Regions from separate parts of the Hordeum vulgare genome. Here regions 2 and 3 are each linked to region 1. A link is a contact called in public Hi-C data. All regions are on one chromosome and are shown on one strand. Each heading gives the region's core, a stretch centred on a gene start, on an enhancer-like site or on the middle of the called end of the contact. The rest is flanking DNA. Distances are from core to core; before and after follow the strand shown. Region 1 has its middle 150 kb from the start of LOC123401793. Region 2 has its middle 56 kb from the start of LOC123404304. Region 3 has its middle 110 kb from the start of LOC123404304.

The links. A called contact is a pair of places that touch in the nucleus more often than the background predicts.
Region 2: a contact with region 1 is called in a Hi-C map of seedling, with 2.1 times the contacts expected there. The contact joins two enhancer-like sites. A contact is called at or near these places in 2 of 6 Hi-C or Micro-C datasets (leaf and seedling).
Region 3: a contact with region 1 is called in a Hi-C map of leaf, with 5 times the contacts expected there. The contact joins two enhancer-like sites. A contact is called at or near these places in 4 of 6 Hi-C or Micro-C datasets (leaf and seedling).

What each region holds. Positions count from the first base shown.
Region 1 is chr6H:462,855,804-462,859,390 of MorexV3_pseudomolecules_assembly, reverse strand. No RefSeq gene overlaps it. Among protein-coding and RNA genes, the nearest start is that of LOC123401793, 150 kb to the left of the region's middle. Within about 2 kb of position 1,795, at least 3 of the 3 cell types and tissues checked have open chromatin away from gene starts, as enhancers often do. A contact at or near this core is called in leaf and seedling, where this site is marked.
Region 2 is chr6H:462,420,851-462,424,768 of MorexV3_pseudomolecules_assembly, reverse strand. No RefSeq gene overlaps it. Among protein-coding and RNA genes, the nearest start is that of LOC123404304, 56 kb to the left of the region's middle. Within about 2 kb of position 2,613, at least 3 of the 3 cell types and tissues checked have open chromatin away from gene starts, as enhancers often do. A contact at or near this core is called in leaf and seedling, where this site is marked.
Region 3 is chr6H:462,369,471-462,373,281 of MorexV3_pseudomolecules_assembly, reverse strand. No RefSeq gene overlaps it. Among protein-coding and RNA genes, the nearest start is that of LOC123404304, 110 kb to the left of the region's middle. Within about 2 kb of position 1,346, at least 1 of the 3 cell types and tissues checked has open chromatin away from gene starts, as enhancers often do. A contact at or near this core is called in leaf, where this site is marked.

The DNA of each region.
Region 1 (3,587 bases), core at 546-3,045:
ATGCTTGTTGGTCCTAGTGGCTATCAACCCCCTCGTTGTAGTAGGAGGTCTTGTGTTTGGATCCTTGCCTAGCAATGTTTTTTTCGTTTTATCTTTTAATATTTGGCCAAACGGTTCATACATGCATCCGTCAATGGTTCGGCTCATCATGGCGTACACAGACGGTGTGCGCGACCCATTTTCTAAAATAACCATACCATCCCTTATTATAAAGAAATATGAATAGATCTCATCCCTTGATGCGTTTAAAAGGATTGTACCGAAGCGAAAGTGTGATCCGCCAGCCTGACAACCGACCGCGTGGCATCCCGTCACGACAGTTGCGGTTCCAAAACCACAAAGATATCTCCCACGATTCCCATGCAAAGATCTCCCCCCGCGAGCTTTTGTGCTGAGTCGCACACGTTGTCCTCAACTAATAAAGCTTAAAGGCCAACACACAACAGTCCACCACCCCTTTCCGGACGATCTATCTTGGCTGTAACGCGTATCGTGTTTTGATATGGCGAATCGGCGACTGTTCGGCGGACACGGCAAAAGGGCGCGCGCGCTGTAAAGCGGGCCAAAGCCGCCCACGCCCACACCTGGCGAGCGCGAGTGGATCGGCCCAGTCCCTAGTTCGCGATGACGGTGATCTCAAATCACTCACACATATCCATCCTTCGACATTGGAATAGTGCGAGGCCAGCTGCTGCAGTTCCGTTTCGTTTCGTTTCTTTGGGTGGAAGTAAACCGTGAAAGTGCAGCGCCACCGAATCAACAATCAAGCGACCGATCAGAAAGCGCAGTGGTAGAAAGGAGTGACGGAGCGACACACTAGCTTAGATCTTTGCTTCATGGACGCAGCACCTTGCTGGAGCAACTGCATGGATAAGCATGCATGCATGCATGCATATGCGACCACGACGTCTCAGGAGGCCACGATTAGACGTGGTGTAGTGGCTTCTGATGGAGCCATGGAGGCATCTGAGCTTTTAGAAGGACGCTCTTCACTTGAGTTTAATCTTGCGTAGTAGCACTGATCGATGAGCATCCATCCAGGATTAAAGAAGAAGGCGCGAAAAGTGTATGGGCGGGCGCCATGCGTGCATATGGGCCTGCCTGCCTGCCTGCCGGTGAAGTCCACACTCACAACTGGCCTAAGAAGCATATGTCCTCTCACTTTCGCGTCAGCTAAAATAATGAAAGACCCGATTACTTAAGTGGGCAGAGTGCGTGGCTGTGGGACACGAAAGGGGGAGAAAAAGGGAGATGAGAACAAGGATGACCTGTCATGTGTCATGGCCGGAGCACATACTACCATAGACTATTCCGTCCGAGGCAGAGCGGCAGCTGTATCCCAATCGGACCAGGAACGAGCGGTACGGGGCAACGCCATGCCGGGCCAATCACCGGCCCTTTCCGCCTTTAGGATATCATTATTGTTATGGATTACACTAAAATAAAATACATGGTGTGGGAGCGCAGCACCGAAGGTACCAGGGGGGAGGAGGAAGCGCTTGGAAGCTAGAAGGAAGCCAGACATAAATCATGCTAGTACTCCAGTAGGCAGTAGCGATGGGTTGATGCATGGATTGATTGATGGTCATGGATGGATGTAGCTTGGCTAGAAAGAGGTGAGTGGGTTGGAGAGCAACTGAAGGGATGAGCGGGCGGACAAAAGAATACAACTGTACTGTACAAACAGGTGAGGTGAGGTTCAGTGCACGGCGAGGAGAGTCCACCCGGGTGACAGGGGAGCAACGCCCGCAAAGCCAACCGGGAAGGGAAGGGAAAAGGTTGGGGAAAGGGAGGGGGATCCCGGCCGGACTCACGCGAAAGCGACGCCCATGCCCATGCCCATGTAGTTGTACGTTTGGATCATGTATGCATGTCATCGCTGGTATTGCCGGGGCGGCCGACCCGGATTACAGCCGTCCAACACGCGAAACCGGAGCTGTTTTCGTTTTCCGCGGTTTGGTTCGTGCCTCAGATGGATCCACGAATGATCCACCCTTCTCGTTCGTGTGCAGGTCGCGGTCGAGCAGCAGTGCTTGGCCTCTCGTCCCCTTCATCCGGTCGCGGTCGATGGAGCTGCGTAAAAGTCAGCCGTCCGTCGCGCTCCGGCTCGCTAGGCCGTGCGTGCGACCTTATGGTTCTTTGGGTGATAAACCATCGATCGGGAGTGCATACGGGAAAACTGTAACCACCAACGCGCCGTACACACCTGTGTGTGTGTGCGGGGCCGTGCCGCGGTGCGTGGCGTCGTTTTTGTGGCGACGAGATGAGAGAAGAGCTTTGCGGCAACTGGAAATTGACGGACGGATTGAGTGAGTGCGGTACCAAATGCTTTCTTCTTTTTCGCGGCTCATGGCCCTCCTTTTACGACAAAAGTACATGTGCGCGCCCTCTGCTGTCTAGTTGAGGGTGAGGTGAAGGAGACGGCAAATCAGCATGCTAGCTACCTAGCTAGCTAGTGCTTTCATCTCATAGTCGGCCTTTGGTTATGTTATATGTTGATTGATTCTGCTCTGGTTTAGTTAATAAATGCGATATTCGTACTAATCTGATAATATAATGATATTAGGATGCTCTTGTAGTCGGCTGCCTAGCTTGTCCGTCCGCTGATAGCGGAGCCGGGTCAACCGCGGCAGTCTTGGCGTCCACGCTGACTTGGGCGTGCATGCATGCACCAGAGCCTACAACCGGGCAACTTTCGCCATACGTAGTCGGCAGTCGGCACTGACTGTGCGTGCGCTCGAGAAAAAGATAGAATGGCGCCCGAGGACGACGGAATCACCCGTGTATCTACGCATTTGGCCTCATGCGCCGGCGTCCACGGCACTGTCCATTCGTTCTGCCGCTGCCGCTGCCCGTACGGCAGCGAGTTGGTGGCCGAAGATGGCCCGCGCCGCACTGCACTGCACTGCATGCAGGGTCGCCTCAAATATCATTCACTGATTGCCCTGGCCAGGTGCACGGCACATGGCAGCGGATCTCGGTGGATCCGAATCATGCGTGCAGCGCGTACGCGGATGGGCCGCGAGATACGTGTGGCAGAGCCGGGATCCTGATCCCGACCCGGTGTCCGCCCGCTAGCGAGCACGAGGGAACGGCCGGCCGGACGGGCTCTAGATCCATCCGTCCGTCGCATCCGACGTGTGACCAGCTAATGAGCCAGCGGGTACGCGTACTGTGCAGGACAGAGGGTGGTCGGGGGTCCGCTCATGAGTGGCCGTGCCCCGTGCACCCGAAGTCCGTACCGAGCCCGGGTACTATGATGCACGGCCACGACACGACGGGGCCGGATTAGCTTTGCAGGACATGCCTGTTTTGTCGCGTGTGTAAGTGTAACCACTCCACCAGCTGGCTCACACTAAAACTAACACTAACACTAACAAATGGTCCTACTCCTACGTCTACGTGTTCACAAACATGGCCCTACGTGTACGTGCAGTACAGACCAGCTCAACCGTTGGTTAGTCTCATTTCACATAGAGTACTAGGCTGGCTGGCAATTTGGAAGCTTCTGTACGCATGGCTCAAGGTTCGGCGGAAAACACACGGTTTTGAATGAACGGATCATGTATGCTGCGGATAGGCCGGCC
Region 2 (3,918 bases), core at 1,364-3,863, 440 kb after region 1:
ACTGAAGGGTCTCAGACAAGGGGATCCAATGTCTCCTATTTTATTCAACATTGTTGCTGATATGTTGGCACTTATGATTAAGCGTGCCAACGAGAAGGACCTGGTAGGGGGACTAATCCCGCATCTTGTTGACACGGGTGTCTCTATTCTACAATATGCAGATGACACGATTCTTTTTATGGAGCACGATCTGGAAAAAGCTAGAAATATGAAACTCATCATTTGCTTATTTGAGCAGCTATCGGGGTTGAAGATTAATTTTAATAAAAGTGAATTGTTTTGTTTTGGTAAGGCCCAAAACGAACAACTCACTTATAATCAATTGTTCGGTTGCGAAAGTGGGAATTTACCTTTCACATATTTAGGGATTCCTATTCATTACCGAAAATTATCGAATAAGGAATGGAAATGCATTGAGGATCGATTTGAAAAAAAAATAAGTTACTGGAAAGGCAAGCTTCTATCCTATGGAGGACGGTTGGTACTTGTTAATTCAGTATTAACAAGCATGCCTATGTTTCTCTTATCCTTTTTCGAGATACCTGTCGGGGTGCGAAAAAGGTTGGATTTTTATCAATCTCGATTTTTCTGGCAAAGTGATGAGGTCGGGACTAAATATAGGCTCACTAAATGGGACATTATTTGTAGACCTAAAGAGCAAGGGGGTTTAGGAATCGAAAATTTAGAGACCAAAAATAGATGTCTACTCAGCAAATGGCTGTTTAGATTATCTATGGAAACAGAAGGTATGTGGATACAGATTGTGACAAATACGTACTTACAAAACAAGACCTTATCTCAGGTTACAGCACGACCAATTGACTCTCCTTTCTAGAAGGGTTTGATGCGGTCTAAAAATGCCTTCTTCAACAGAACTAGGTTCATCATAGGATATGGTGAATCGACTAGATTCTGGGAAGATATTTGGCTAGGGGAGATGCCTTTAGCTATTCAGTATCCGCAGCTGTACCATATTGCACAATGTCGACAAGCATCGGTTGCATCAATATTATGCGAGACACCTCTAAATATTCAATTTCGTAGATCCTTAATTGGTGACAGATGGATTAGTTGGCTGCATCTTGTCAGAAGGTTGATGGACATTAACCTCTCTGACAGACCTGATCGTGTTCATTGGAAGCTGACCACGAATAGAGTCTTTACGGTCAAATCTATGTACACGAATCTCATAGATTCAACACCAATTCCAAAATCAGCGCATATATGGAAGATCAAAGTTCCTCTTAGAATTAAGGTCTTCATGTGGTTTGTTCACAAAGGGTTATCCTAACGAAGGATAATCTAGCCAAGCGAAATTGGAATGGGAATCCTAGATGCAGCTTCTGTTCGGATAAAGAAAATATTAAGCACCTCTTTCTAGATTGTCCTATGGCTAAACTGTTATGACGCTCGCTGCACATTGCTTTCAACATCAGCCCTCCTAATAATATCAACACGTTATTTGGGATGTGGTTAGAGGGGGTTGATGTTCAAACTGCTTCACTTATTCGTGTGGGATCATGTGCACTATTGTGGGCTGTAAGGAATTGCAGAAATGACTTAGTGTTTAACAGAAAACGCGATATTCACTTCTTGCAGGTTATCTTCAGGGCTACCGCACTGATCCGCACCTCGTCATTACTCACTCATGTGGAAGCGAGGGAGCCTATGGTTACTGGGTGTGTCCGTTGGGAGATGGTAGCACAGGGTATCTTTAACCGGTTTGGATGGCGTCATATTAATAAGATATGTGTTTAGTCATCTACCTCTATTGTCTTCTTCGGTTTGGGCGCGAGAGATGCCTTGTATCTTTTTTTATTCACTTTTTGCTACATGTTTATTGTACTTTGTTGAGACTTGGTTTTTATTATAATATATGGCTGCATGCATCTTTCGATGCATAGGTCAGAGCTTTGCCTTTTTTCTTTTTTTTAAAAGTCTTAGACTTGACATGAGTGCTGATATGATGCATTTCATGGCTAGAAGTGCATGTGGCAGGCGAATGTGTCAGCGTCCATGTCTATATTTATCTTTAAAAAGGAAAAATCTTGTTTTCTCATTGCAACGATGTGGGCTGGTCGAACCCATGTCATGTTTTCGAGTGGCTCGTGGGATAGGAAAAGTGAGCTTCTCCTTGGAGCCACTAAAACGCGCGAGGCTTCTTTTCGTTGCGAATGAGAAACTGCAAGTTGTGTTGGGTATGATACTTGGATTATCCCTGCCCCCCATCTCCTTGGGAGGGATCCCTCACAAGACTAAACCACACTTACCCTAAGCAAACAATTATCTCGGGGTGAGCTGAGCAAGTGTCGCAGTCCGTACGGGGCGATATAGGTTAGCGGTTGACTTTTGAGGGTGGAGGAGCAAACCGAACTGAATGAATATATACAAAAATAAAAGGCAGGAGGCCGACGCTTGCAGGTGCTCCCTCCCCGTGTACGTAAGGGTAGCCGCGAGAAAGGGAGAGGCAGAGAGAGGAAATGAAAGCGAAGTTTCCTGGAAGCGCAGGCAGGAAGTCACCTCTCCTCTAATGGCGAGACAGATGGAATCCTATCCTCTGTGCCAATTATTCAGCCAGCCGGGCAGCAGTCACGAGCCGGCATTATTCAGTCGGGTCAGGGGCCGCGGACGGATGGGCGCCTGAACGGAGCCAATTGGTGACAGCCAGACACACACACACAAACACAATACTGGCCGATCGACATGCATCATCACCTGCGTCTGCGGTCGACGGAGGCCACGAATTTGTTTATTCCGATCCACTGCGGTGCGTGCGCGCGTCCACCGCTGATCCATCTGGAGATCCGCTGCTACCAGTATGTTTTGGATTTTTCAGTGTCCGTCTCAACTAATCATGCAGCTGCTCTACCTCTCAGGCTCCCCCGACACCCCTGCACGGCTGCACTGCTTGCCATCCACTCTACTGCTTGGCAACTTCCTACGGACGCCTAAGTGCGTGCTTGTCAACGCAGCCATGTGCTAGCTGCTTGTCAACGTGGGCATGCGCATTGCAAGGTATCGCCCACGGCTGCGCACGCCCGAGAAAACCAGGCTTAGCTCCCAGTTTAATGTACTCACACATAGTTTTCGGGACAAAACTGTGCTCACACCTAGACAAGGATACACGGAGAAAAACTTGTAGCCTATGCCCTAGGTGCCGTTCAGACCCAGACATGTCGCGCTGTACTGCGACTTCCTCTTGAATGAGTGGAATGGATGATGGCTCACCAAACTGCGCCACGTTAAGTATGCGAGGAACACATGTCCAAAATTTGGCCAGGAACCGAAAAGTTCCGCTCGTGCAGACTGCGGAGGCACAGCGGCAGCCACCAGGTACTACCGTGACCCGTTCCTGTTCTTTTTCTTTTCCCTAACTACCAAGCATATATAGGCATCTTTGTCTTGAGAGGTATAGTATTTCTTGCCCGAGGATTGCAGATCTTTATTGTCCATGTCACTCCGCTGAAGTTCCACGCTTGATGCATATACAAACCTAAAGAAATGTCGACACGACGAAAAGGACTGCAGGCATCGCCTTTCTTTGTGATCAAGTCATAATATGAGAAACTATTGTGCTGGATGATGTTTCACCCGATTGTGTGATAGTTTTTTTTTAAAAGAAGGATGACCCCCGGCCTCTGCACGCGAAAGATGCATGCAGTCATTTTATTAATTATTCACAAAGATTTTATAAAGCAATACATCAATATGTTTGAAGCCACCCTCTTGGCAACATTTGTCGCTACTCCTATGCAATAATAAAGGGGTGCAGAAAGTGTGAGCCATATACCCATACCTCTCACCTAGACTAACATCTAAAGCCGGTGACCCCGACCGAGCTACATACCGGGTCAGGGGCACAAACCGGTCCGACGCACCCTCACAGGTCGTCGCCGCCCCTTCCATCAATCCATCTTC
Region 3 (3,811 bases), core at 97-2,596, 490 kb after region 1:
CACCTTGCCGAGCGCCCGTAACCGCCGATGGGTCGTCGGACCGCTGCCTAGACGAGCATCACCGTTGCCGCCCCCTGCCCTAGGAAGGGAAGAGGCGCGCATAGGTACGGGGGGTCCTGCCGTCGCCGACACCTCCCGGGCGAGGGCCAGGGGTGCCCGCCGACGGCGACGGGTGAGAGGAGGGAGTAGGAGGACCGACGGGGAAGGAGCGTGCGACGCCTCTCGATGAGGCGACTCTAGGGCGAGATTGAGAGAGGGGAGGGAGGTGGGTCGGGGCTCCGGACGAGCGTGACCGATGAACGACGGTGGTTGAAGGGCGCGAGGGAGGCCGCCGACGACTGACAGGGGTGATGGAGAAACCCTAGCGGGGGAGGAGTTGAGACGAGGTTGTTAACAAGGAAGATGACGAGAGTGAGCCAAAGAGGGATTGGTAGCAGCGGGGGGAGGACAGGGCGTATGCTCGAGTCTTTGACCCCGAGTTCTTTCTTTTGATCTCGCTTGTATTTGATCTCTATTCTTCATATTTTCAATGTCGCATTTTTTCCTATATCTTTTTTTTGTTTGTTTACTTCGTTTTTGTTTTTTGCTTCTTTCTCGGTATTTTTTAAATACATGTCTATTTTTTCACAGCCAATGTATAGTTTCGTATACATGAGGAAACAAAATCATAACTACTACATTTCTATGTACATCAGGCACATTATTCATATGCATGGTTAATTTTTGAAAAATATGTTATATTTTTTCAAATAATTTTTTTATGTCTATCTTTCTTTCATGCACACTATGCAATTTTCATATACATATGCAATGGTTTTTACACGTGTTTCTTATTTTTATAAATAATGATTCATATTTTTTAAATATACGTGTTTCATGAATAATTTTTTATACACATCACATGATACATTAATAAAAAAATTAAATGTAGGCTTGGTCATTAGTTTTTATCATAGACACTGCACATCTTCCGTATATGCTAGGAACTATTATTTTATACACATTTCCACATTTCTGAGATACACCTGAATATTGTTTTTTGCACATGTTTACATCTAATACGTGATAAAAAGTTAATATCAGATGCATCTTCTAATGAATACGTGTTCATACACATTTTACATTTCTCGTGTAAACCAGAAACGTTTATTATGCACGTTTAACATTTTACAAATCCATGATTCACATGTTTTAAAATATGTGGTGGATACTTTAGATAATTAAAAAAGGAACAGAAAATAAAAAAAGGAACAAAATAAAAGCAAAATAAAATCAGTGGTAGTCCAATCGTTCTCGACAAGAAGCGTCCTCGTGCATGCATGCGTGGACTCGATCGCTGGCTGGCTGGCTTGTGCCAGCGACGATGTGCATGCATTTTCCACTTGTTTCTTCTCGAGTATACATACTACTCCCTCCCTCCTAAAATAAGTATCTTAAGCTTAGTATAATTTTATACTAGAGCTAGTATAAAGTTAAGACAGTTATTTTGAGACGGAAGGAGTACATAGGAGTATATATTTGGAGGAGGACGTACGTAGCAGCTGGTGGTGGAGAATACGCAACGTAGACCCTATGCACGTTTAATTATTGGGCATGGATGCATCCGAGTCAAACTCAACTGTTTCTTTGACCTGTATTTATTCTGTGTTCGTTTGGCATTTTATGCTTCATTAGTTTGTGGATGAATCAAGGTCAACTCATCAACTTGTGCAGGGCTCCAGGCCTGATGAATGCCAAGATGGTCCGGTTTCTGACTTTTGGCCTTAACTTTGAAAAGGTGCAGCTCAGACCTCAGAGCTGTCTGAATAATTAATTTGAAAGTAGACATATTTGCATAATTAATCTGACCTCAGAGTACATATGGAAAGCCCGGAAAACAGCCATTTTTCGGTGGCAGTCTTAAATATTGGCTGTCAACTCAATCATAGTTAACGTTACATCAGGCTGCTCATAGTGAAGAGTAACATATAATAGTGTCATGCATATGTTATATGATACTACCTTCATAATGCATAGTATCATAGGTGATCTCATTTATTGACATGCATGACACATAGTAGCATAGCATTTAACATGTTACTTTATCTATCTATGTTATTCTAATCCTCTCTCTCTTCTTTAATTACTTGCCACATCACCATATTTGCTAGTCCCAAGATTATGTTACTAGCTATGATATTCCCACTATGGCCAGCCTCAGTCAAGCTGTACATCATACATAAATACATCTTCCGGGAACAAAAAAGAGACGTTACGTGTACAAAATGAATTAATCCAGAATTGACCATTTTAAGGATCAATAATTTACTACTCTTTGACTTGGTACTGGACAAATATGGGGGATGTATTACACACTGGCACACTGTTTGTTTGACAATAAGCATGACAGGTGGAAGCTTATGATCTAATTGCTTCAATTGACCGGCTTCCTATGCTCTCTGGACAGATGTATATGCACTGCTCAGCTCATCCGTTTCCACACAATTTTGTAATGGAATTGTGATAGTATGTTCTTCTATGTGGTACTAAAAAATTTCATGCAAAAACAATTCTGAGTCAGCCGTCTGTCAACACGAGAGAGCGCTTTGTCAAAGTATTTTCTAATGCAAAACACCGAGGAATGAGAGCATTGTTAGAATAAATGGATTTGATCCATTATCAAATTATGAAATCTGAAATGAGCTCATGAATAAAATGGTAAGTGATGGTGTTAAAGTTTAGTCCGATATTGCTAGTTGAAAAAGAGTTGGACCTCTTTATACAGTGGGTTCTTTCCGCCACTCCAAGTGGTGTCTTGTGAAGAGAAAGGGAAGATCACATGCGCTCGCTCGCTTGTCTCGTGTGGTCGGCCTAGGACCGGGGCGGCGTGTACATGCGACACACACGTGAATGGTCTGTCAAAATCCGATATGTTGCCTTGCAAGGGTGCAACTTCCTTTTTTCGTAATATATTTTGGTGTCTTGATACACAAGTTGATTTGTTTTTTTGTGCGGTAAGTTTGACTTGGAAACCAACTCGGTTTGAGAACATGAGTGCGACACGGTGTTGCCTCTGGTCCTCATCTATATACTACTTACCGGCCTCAGCGATAGACACTCCAAAAACACCTCGGATTTCCTCCTATCTCGCAACATGCGCTGTCATCGTAGTCAGCTCCATCCCGAACGTCGACGTGCATAGGCGCGCGAGAGAGCGGGTCTCCGGAACCATTTGTCGTTGCGATCCTCCACCGAGAGAGCACACATTAGTTTTTCTGGAAAGCGCTTTGCGCGACTGCTCAAGTTCATCATCACGGGTCATCTTCCGTCAAAGTCCGGTGGTGCTACTCATCGTCGTCTCCATCACCGCCATCAATGGATCGTGTCCAACATCGGTGTTAGAGCATATTTCTCTAGATGTGGTTCTGGTAATTGATGAAAATCCCTATGGACTAATGGTTGCCTTAATTTATATTCGAAGGATTTGTCCATAGGCATTTCTTGAAGTCCATCTGTTGATTTCAAGGAGTTTATATGATGACCAAGATGGTATTCAAGGTATTATTCAAAGAATGGTCATAGAGACACAAGGTTGATCAAGACTAAGTCAAAGAGTAAATAAAGTTGATCAACACACAAAACGTACAAGATGTACCGAGAGGGACCAAGTGATCCCATGGTATGGTAAGCATTGTCCATTACACTTTTATGTACTAACCCATGATCTTCGTGAGAGTTCTGTGTGGGGTTAGGTGTGTTTTCATGGGGTTGCGTCAAGAGGAAGCTCTCATTCAACCCATGAAGGACGACATCAGGTGGTGATTGTCATCAA